Linked DNA regions of Pan troglodytes: region 2 is linked to region 1. The links are chromatin contacts, called in public Hi-C maps. All regions are on one chromosome and are shown on one strand. The core of a region is the stretch at or near the end of the contact, and the rest is flanking DNA. Distances in the headings are between cores, read along the strand shown.

Region 1 (4,726 bases), core at 660-3,159:
TTGAGGGCTGCTGGCCTCCGGGGAAGACAGACACTAATTCAGTGTGATGGGAGCACAGTCCACATCCCCAACATGGGTCCTGGAGAATGCATATCTTCTCAGAAGAGCTGACATTTGAGCTGGCTCTTGAGGGAGGCTGGCATTCAGACCTGGAGAGAAGGCCATTCCAGGTAGAAGAAAGATTATCTACTGAGGCTTTGAGGCCTGAAAAAGTATTACCCAGTTGGAGACTGGTGCACATTCTGCAGTGGCTTAGAGAGCAGAGGGGTGTGTGGTGTCCTTAGGGCCAGCCAGCCTGTTGTACCTTGTGCACAGAGGGAAACATCTGAAGATGGTGCTGGGCAAGAGGCCAAGTGAGAAGGACCTTGTAGGATCCACTGAAGGGTTTTGACATTTTCCCATAGGTTTGGGAGCCACGGAAGGTTTTTAAGCAGAAGATGATGTTATATAGGTACACTTTGGTTTGGAAAATTCCAGCAAGAAGGGTATGGGCAAAAGAGCACAGGGGAGAGAAACTGGAGGCCAGGGTAGAAGAGCTCAAGAAGGAGGTCAGGCAGCGCGGGTGGAGGGGCAGGTAGATGGGATCAACTTGGGAAGTGACTATTCTTTGAACGTAAAAGATTGAAAGCAAATGTAATGGGCCTGATGGTCATCTTTCTGTAGGATCTCTGCATTATCCCCACTGGTATGATGCTTGGTCAAGCGGGTGACCGCACCCTGCCTGCAGTTTGTAACACTGTGTCATGACATTGTCAAACATCACTCCATCACTCCATGACTGAGAACTGAGTCATGGAGTCAATTAGAAGCTTTCCTAAAGTGAAGGGCTTTGGGAAGAAATTTTTAATTTTTTACAAAAAAAAAATCAAAAATATTGTGAGAAAGAGATTTTCCCCAAGCAGCTCCTTTGCCAATTTGTTGGTTAATAGAATTAGCAGGGGTGAAAAAGTCACATGGACTCAAATTTGAATCTCTGATCCACTTACAAGTTTTATGACTTTGAACGAGCTACATAATTTGTCTGATCCTCAGTTTCTTCATCTAGAAAAGGGGATAAAAATTCCCACCTGATGTCCGGGCTGGGTGGCTCACGCCCGTAATCCCAGCACTTTGGGAGGCCAAGGTGGGCAGATCACCAGAGGTCAGGAGTTTGAGACCAGCCTGGCTAACATGGTGAAACCCCGTTTCTACTAAAAATACCAAAAATTAGCTGGGTGTGGCGGTGCGCACCTATAATCCCAACTACTTGGGAGGCTGAGACAGGAGAAACGCTTGAACCCGGGAGGCGGAGGTTGCAGTGAGCGGAGATGGCGTCATTGCACTCCAGCCTGGGCAACAAGAGTAAAATTCGGTCTCAAAAAAAAAAAAATTCCTATCTGAGGTCAATGGTGAAGATTCAGTGGGATAAAATGTGTAAACGCTCCTCAATGCACATTCCCCGGCCTCTGCCTCAGCATTCATTGTGGTCCCGTGAGAGTTAACTCATAGACCTAAGAGCCATCGAGAGCTGAAAAACAAAGGGTTTGGAGGGAGAAGCTAGTGGGTGTACTCCCAGGCAGAAAGGGAAGTAGGATGAGATGCTCCCCATTAAGGCTGACTAATTTCACTGGAATCCTGTGAAGGACAAAGGAGGTTAATTCAGTGAAATCTCTGGAGTGTTTCAAAGAAACACTGTGTGTGCCGGCAAGTCCCCTTCAAGCTCAGCAGCCTCCTCTGGTGGGGGTGGGATTGCTGTGGGTGTGACAAGGGGGCTTCTCAACAATGCCCTGAATTCTGATCATCCAGTGCTGCTTCCCTGCCTGCCAGGGACCAGAGCAAAGGGAAGCTGGGACGGCCGTGGGGCTGGGCAGGGCAGGCTTCCCTGTGGTGCTCCAGGCTGCAGTGCTGGGTTTGGGGAGGTTTCTGAGGGTTCCGAGGCTTAGCAGGATGGAGTGACAGCCCATGGCTGACTCACTGCCCAAGAGGCTGGCAGCTTGCAGCAGACCAGCCGGCGGCCCGAGGGTGAGCTCATAACCACAGGGATCCTGAGCAATGTCACCAAAGCCAGCTCTGTCTGTGGGGCAGAGAGGCCCCCTGTCTGGGACTGAACTTTCTTAAAGATCACTGGCTATCCTTAAAGATCCACAAAGATCACTGACTCCAGAGAGGGGTCCAAGGGCCGCTAGCTGCTGCGCCCTTGGGTGCACCCAATGTCCTGCCATTTTACCTTCTATAAAGGCAATTCATAAAATGGCTAATGACAGATGATGTCATTTCTGTGCCTTGCTGAGAAGTTCATATGACTACATTCATAAGCAGAACTCCGTCCTTGGTCAGACACCCTGCCCCTATTTGGGGTTTGGAAAATATGGTTACTGTCAATATGCTAAACTGAGGCCTTCCTGTCTGTGGTAGAAAAATCCACAAGGCATGGCTTGATTAACCTAAGAAAAGTACCGCCAGCAGGGCTGCCTACCTTGCAGAAAGTGTCTCTTCCTGAGGCAGGCAGCAACAGAGAAACACAGAAAATACCCACACATGCACACACACAGACACACACGGTGTCTATAGGACCAAAAAAAGGAAAATCCCCGTGAAAAAATTAGAGTTTTCATTCATCTTGATGATCCATTTGGGTCACAGAATAATAGAGGAGGTTAATGGTGTAGCTTAAGGACAAGCAAACACCAAGAAATGCTTTAAAAGAAGGTACCTCTTGGTTGCGGGTGATTTTGAAGTAACCAACAGTTCATGTAATTTGCTATTCCAAGAAATTGTATCAGACTTGCAGGAGTAAATCTATTGCTGACTTCTATACCTGGGGTCTGGGAAGTCCTTGCTATTCTCAAGCACTTCCCCATCAGCTTGTGATGTTCTGATGTTTCACATTAATGAAGCTTCATTTGATTTAAAGCTTTCACTCCTAGAGTCTTCTTTCAAAATGTTCACTCAGTACATTGTGTGAATTACAATATTTGCATTACCAGCCAGCTTTGATTGAGTTTAAGAGATAGCTGAGTGCAGTATTCTATTTGATTTCCCTTCCTTTATTTCCTTTGCTCCTTCTTTTTTCCTCTTCCTCCTTTCTTCTTCCTTCACCCACTCTCTCCTTCCTTTATTTTATTCATATATTTATTTTATAGATATCTAATGAGCACATACGCTGGGAGTAGAGAACAGTATCTGAGAGTCTGAGGACATGGATCCAGACCCTTTTCCTTTCTTGGGCATGACTTAAGGCTTGTTTTTATTGGCAAAAAGGGGATAAAAATGAGACCAGCCTCCCAAGGTGGTTTGTCTAGTCCTTTGTTTCCCCTAAATGTCCCCCAAATGTTATCATTCTTATCTAAACAGTGTGACTGGAGGATCAGAGTGTAAGCTCTATAGTTAGAATGCTCAGATACCAATCCGAAGCCAAACTACCAGCAATGCCACCCTGGACAATTCGTTTCTCTATGTCTTAGTTTCCTCATCTGTAAAATGAGGCTAACAATAGGTATCTAGGCCAGGTACAGTGGCTCATGCCTGTAATCCCAGCATTTTGGGAGTCTGAGATGAGTGAATTGCTTGAAGTCAGGAGATCGAGACCAGTCTGGGAAACATGGTGAAACACTGTCTCTACAAAAAATGCAGAAATTAGCCTAGAGTGTTGGTGTGTGCCTGTAGTTCCAGCTATTCCAGAGGTTGGAGGGTCACTTGAGCCCAGGAGGTTGAGGCTGCAGTGAGCTGTGATTGGAACACTGCACTCCAGCCTGAGTGACAGAGAGAGACCCTGTCTCAAAAACAAAAACAAAAGGCCCCCAAACAATAGGTATCTACTTCACAGGGTAATTGAAAGGATTTAATGAGATAATTTCTGTTATTGTTGCTATTATTATTGTTGGTGCCAGAAATGTGAAAATGAGAAGTGAGAAAGACACTCTGGGAGGGAAGCCCAGCATAATGGATACTGACAACATGGTGAACTAAGTTGTAAAATGAGGTATGTCAAAGCACAGCAGTAAGGTTTAACTTTTGAAGAGAAGAATAAAGAAAACTTCACCAAGGAGGTGCCCAAAGAGGAATTTAATGGGAGTTCACCTGATGAACACAGATAAAACCTCTGTGTTAGAAACTATCCCATTACTGAGTATATACCCAAAGGACTATAAATCATTTTACTATGAAGACACATGTTCACATATGTTTATTGCAGCACTATTTGCAATAGCAAAGACTTGGAACCAACCCAAATGCCCATCAATGATAGACTGGATAAAGAAAAGGTGGCGCATATACACCGTGGAATACTATACAGCCATAAAAAAGAATGAGCTCATGTCCTTTGCAGGGACATGGATGAAGCTGGAAACCATCATTCTCAGCAAACTAACACAGGAACAGAAAACCAAACACTGCATGTTCTCACTCATAAGCGGGATTTGAACAATGAGAACAGATGGACACAGGAGGTGAACATCACACACTGGAACCTGTTGGGGGGTGGGGGACAAGGAGAGGGAGAGCATTAGGACACATACCTAATGCATGAGGGGCTTAAAACCTAGATGATGGGTTGATGGGTTCAGCAAACCACCATGGCAAATGTATACCTATGTAACAAACCTGCACATTCTGCATATGTATCCCAGAACTTAGAGTAAAATTTTAAAAAAGTAGAAAACAATAGAGAAAAATATTTGAAATAAAGGATTTTTTTTTAATAATAAAAAAAAAAGAAACAGGCTCATCACTTTCCTCTCATCAC
Region 2 (4,726 bases), core at 884-3,383, 110 kb after region 1:
TGTACCTGCTGATTTGCACATAAACTCAAGCCATGGCCTGCATCTAGAGGATCGACTGGAGAGGCTTTTTTTGGCCCAAAACATCAGACTAGTAGGAATTTTATTATGAGTTATAGACTAAAAAGGGGGATAAACTTAGCTTCAGCAGGGTTTAATATTCTCAATTCAGGTAAGTGTAAATCTCTACTTTTCATTTTAAACATTTTTGAAATTTCAGTCTTTAAAAAAATGCTTTTTTTTTTTTCCTTCCAAGTTTTAAGGTATGGGTTTGGGAGAAGGCAGATTCCAAACACTTTAACTCTTCGACCTCAGACTTGCTTATGAGCCTCTCTTTGGAACATTTCCAGTGAACCGTGGAGCAAGCCTGCCACATCCAGCAGCCATAGGCATGATGATCACTGGTGCCGATGGCCCCTCCACTCCCTGCCTGGCTTTTGAGGCCCCGCAGAAAGAAAGGAACAGAATCCTTTCATAAGGAAGGCCCCAGAATCCTTTCTCCTGCTGTAGCTATGCTGCCAGTGTCCTCTGTAGATGGAAATGGAACTTGGATTTTGGGTGCCAGAACTGAATTCATCACAGATAAGATTAGTTGATATAAAGCTGTTTCTGATGAGCAGTTTTTCCTCCAGAGTTTTCATTTTTGCTTTTTCTAAATTATACAAAATAATAGACACTCATTACAAAGGGAGGATCATAATGCTCCATACCTGGTTTTGAATTCCACTTCTGTCACTTATTAGATGCAGCCCTGGGCAAAACACACGCCCTCTCTGAGCCTTGATTTTTCTCATTGAATGGGAGATCTAATTATTTTACCTCATAATACTGCTGTAGGGATTGAAGGAGATTGGTATAAATAATGGTTTTCTGAGAGTCTGGTGTGTATTTGCTTTTTTTCAGTTAATATGAATTGAGCACCTACTAAGAGCCGGTCACTGTTCTAGTTGATATGGAACCAGTCAAGAGCAAGACAGAGAGGGTCTCCGCTCTCATGGTGCTCACATTCTAATCAGAGGAGGCACAAGAACACAAGATCACTTCAGTTATTAAGAAATTAGAACCCAGGGGTAGCATGAGAGTCACAGGAAGGACCCCTTCACGTCGGATGGCCAGCAGAACCCTCCCTGAAGAGCTCAATGCTTTGTGATGCCCCCGGTCCCAAGTTTTCCAGGACTCCTACTTTTAAAAACACTGCCCCTCCAAGTATATAGGTCTCAATTTTGAGTTTGGAAAATCTGACCACATATTAGTTCTCTTGTTCATTAATGGGCTTCCCATTTAGAGAGTGAGTTCCTGGGACAGGAGCCATGTCACAGGACGTTTTGAAGGTCTCAGGGCCAATATGGACGACACTTCTCTTGAACACTCACCCAGTTGGGCTGACATGAAAACCTCATGGTGGGAGGTGGGGGGTGATTAGTTTCCAGCCAGAGCCCATTTTGCTCCATTGCTGCTTTGAACATTCTGGTTTCTAAGGAGCTGGAAGTAGTTTCTCTCAGCGAGAATGTGGCACACTGTCATCTCCTGATTCTCTGCATGCAGTTCTTCAATGGCTTGTTGAGGCTGCGTGGAAGCCCAGAGGTCGGGGCAGTTCCAACTCACACACTGGCATTTGAACGGCAGAGCAGTAAGCCCTACACCTGACATAACTGCATTGCCTTCTTGGGGTACGGTATGGATTTTTAAATGACCATTTCAGCCTGCTGGGCTGGGCAACGGTGATCCAAACTGATGAGTCAGGAAGCCACTGAACAGAAAGGCAGGCTGCATCTGACTCACCTGTCATGTCGATAGTTGACCTCCTTTTGTTTGACCTTGATTTGCTCAGTGCAATTAAAGATGCTGTTGTGAGTGCACTTCTGCTACCTGATTTAAATAAAGTCTAACATGTGACAGCTCAGGGTCTTAAATGCACACACGACTTAGGCAGACGGACAGATGGGTGAGTGGTTAGCCTTTCACTTACCTCTGAATTGTAATTCTATCACAAGGAAAGGGCTTAATTTCAGGAACACGGAGTAATTATTTGAGACTAGATACAATGCCAAAGCAGCAGGCCTTGATTCCTTGCTACAGGGCAGCTTAATCAGGAAATGGCCTAGATGGCTGCCTTTCAAGTAGGTCCTTGCAGTAGCTTGGCAACAGGCACAGGGTCATAATTGGAAGAATTTGGCTGTGAGTGTCTGTGGGTGTTTACAGTGCACTATAGGGCAGGGCTTCTCTTATTTATAGAATATTTTGAGCAACAAGCAGCAGAAGGCTGAAAAGCCACTAAAATCTCGATTTATTTTTAACAAATTCCATTTTTCTCCTCATCCCAGAAGGAGAACTGAGTTATTAAAAAACAGTTAAAAAATACATCATTGCAGAGCATGCCATATCTAATTATGGGGTTGCCAGCATCGGCCTGCAGCCACATTTCAAGGGCTTCGTAAATCAACCATCCATTCAATCTGTGAACTTATATGACTCCTGTTCTCCATTTAGATGTAGAGCGAAATTATTGGCAAGTGGGTGCTGATCAGAAAAAGTTCTTCCCTGTCTAAATTAGGAGATGGGAGGGATAAATATAGAATAGTATACTTATGTTCTCAAAAGGAGATAAAATCATTCTTCATTGTCCATTATACTTAGCTGCACAAACATCCATCCCATTGCACTAAATAGCCACTTTAGAGTTTTCACACATTGCAATGGCAGTTCTGTGCCACTCAAAGGCACAGTATTGTGATATCTTGCTGAGCCTAACCCTGAGTGATTATTGCTCACGTAGTCATGAAGAGACATAAACCCAGTGCTTTTTTGCCTGTGTCGTTGTAGTGTACTAGAGCTACAAGATAGGCCTTCAGAGAGACACTAGTTTTAAGTATATCTCATTGTAGGTGGGGAAGCAGAGGCCTAGGCAAGGGAGTGACTTGCCTAGGGTCCCATTAAGAGTCATGGCAGAGGTGGGCTGGGGCGGCAGTCTCTGTGCTTTTCTTGACAGTGCCCTGCTGTGCTCACTGGAGCTACTGTATTAAACAGATACCCTTCAGGGGTTCACAGTCTTAGAAGACACAGGCATGAAGATGGCCAAACAATTAGCCCATGCATAAGCAGACCAAGATATGTGTATATAACAGATTTGTTGAGTGGTAGAGAAAATGAGAGTGGGGAATTTTGGAATCTATTTGGATAGCAAAGTAAGGGTAACGTCAGTTGCTCTCTGACCCACTTGGGAAAAGCTTATAGAGACGCTATAAAGTTTTCTAATGGAAAAAGGTGCAGTACATTTGCCATGTGTTAGTGGGAAGGTAAGTACGATGCAGTGGTGGGTGGTAGGAGGCAGTGAAGATAAGTATTGCAACTTTGGAGGAGCCCTGGGAATGGATTGTTGAGGTGATTTCATAGGAATACCAAAGGGAGCATAGGACCAGGGCACAGGCCAGAGACAGGCAATCCCAAGTTCCCTGGAGTACCCTGCCCTTTTCTGGGAAAGCAAGTGGGTGGCATGAGTGCTATGTTCCCAATGCTCTGGCCCCACCCCTGGTAGAAGAATAATAACTGATCATTATTCTGGGTTTTTTCTGAGCCTCTGTATCTTTGAGTAGCATTCTGGTAGCCAATATCAGTGGACTGGTGCCAGCCTGTGTGGTGAACCTCTATCTCTTTCTTGCCCTGGGCTGCATGTCAGGCACAGTGCCTAAGCCAGAGTGGGCTTTGGGGAGTTACTTCTCTTTCTGAGGCTGGAAGGGGCAGAGGGACGTAGGGAAAACTTTGCTAGGAAGGGCAAACTGTGAAAGCCTCTGGAGAAGTCACCTGTTGGGATACCAAAGGCCAGGGGTTTTAGAGGATGCGAAGAGGCCAGGCGGGGTTGGTCTGGGCCTAAACTAAGGTTGTAGCAGCTAGCATGGAGAGGAACAAGCGATGGGGAGTGATTACAGATGAGGAAGACGTACTAGGATTTGGCTACAGACAGACAACCAACCAGAGAGTAAAAGACAGTGACATGCTAGGATGTGAACCACCTACTACAGAGAAGGTCAGAGGTGGGGAGGGAGGAATCAGGGCTGTGGGCAGATCCAGCAGCTGGGATCCAAAGCTGAAGCCCTTGGGTTATTGAATCCATTCTTTCTGAGAAGAGATGGTTGATCTTCCTGCCCAGGGAGTTCCTAGCCAGACTGGACAGTGGTTCTCAAACATGGTGCCAGGTGTTGTCAGATAGCAAACAATTAATGTGTACACAGAATGTCCCCAAGGTCACCTACACATATTTGTTTTTCCTAATCTTTGATACCTACAGCCACTTACCTGCTTTCGAGTTCTCAGAGTTGAGAACATATAAATTTGCAGTAACAAGTGCACAGGAAATACTTGGAAAATGGCTGATGAGCTTTAGTTTGGAAATTTCATTTTTTTCTTGGATCTGGATTATAATTTCAGTACAAGCTAGCAATTTTTCTTGTTGGTAAAATAGTTTCTAGTTTTAAAATTATTTCTATAGTTAATAAAGGTAACACTATTTCATGATGGAGGCTGCCCCAGCTCTGAACCAATTTTCAAAAGGCAGATTCTCCTCTTTCTCTCTCTTACTTCTTGCTCTTGAACATTTCACTGTGTTCTAGCAACTTTTCCTGTGTGTGACTCGGCCAGGAGACTGACTTGAGTAAGATCCAGGTCAAGGGGTTGTGTGGGTGGGTCGGTGGTAAGGAGGTGCTGAAGAACACTAAAACCTTTGCCTGAGAGG

What was found. A called contact is a pair of places that touch in the nucleus more often than the background predicts.
Region 2: a Hi-C map of stem cell-derived neural progenitor cells shows a contact between it and region 1, with 2.9 times the contacts expected there. The contact joins two enhancer-like sites. A contact is called at or near these places in 3 of 7 Hi-C or Micro-C datasets (induced pluripotent stem cells and stem cell-derived neural progenitor cells) and 1 of 1 other capture datasets (stem cell-derived neural stem cells).

What each region holds. Positions count from the first base shown.
Region 1 is chr9:17,363,307-17,368,032 of NHGRI_mPanTro3-v2.0_pri, forward strand. No RefSeq gene overlaps it. Among named protein-coding and RNA genes, the nearest start is that of ARNTL, 61 kb to the right of the region's middle. Within about 2 kb of position 1,910, at least 6 of the 24 cell types and tissues checked have an H3K27ac peak or open chromatin away from gene starts, as enhancers often do. A contact at or near this core is called in stem cell-derived neural progenitor cells, where this site is marked.
Region 2 is chr9:17,476,693-17,481,418 of NHGRI_mPanTro3-v2.0_pri, forward strand. All of the region lies in intron 2 of ARNTL (aryl hydrocarbon receptor nuclear translocator like), which reads left to right. Among named protein-coding and RNA genes, the nearest start is that of ARNTL, 53 kb to the left of the region's middle. Within about 2 kb of position 2,134, at least 6 of the 24 cell types and tissues checked have an H3K27ac peak or open chromatin away from gene starts, as enhancers often do. A contact at or near this core is called in stem cell-derived neural progenitor cells, where this site is marked.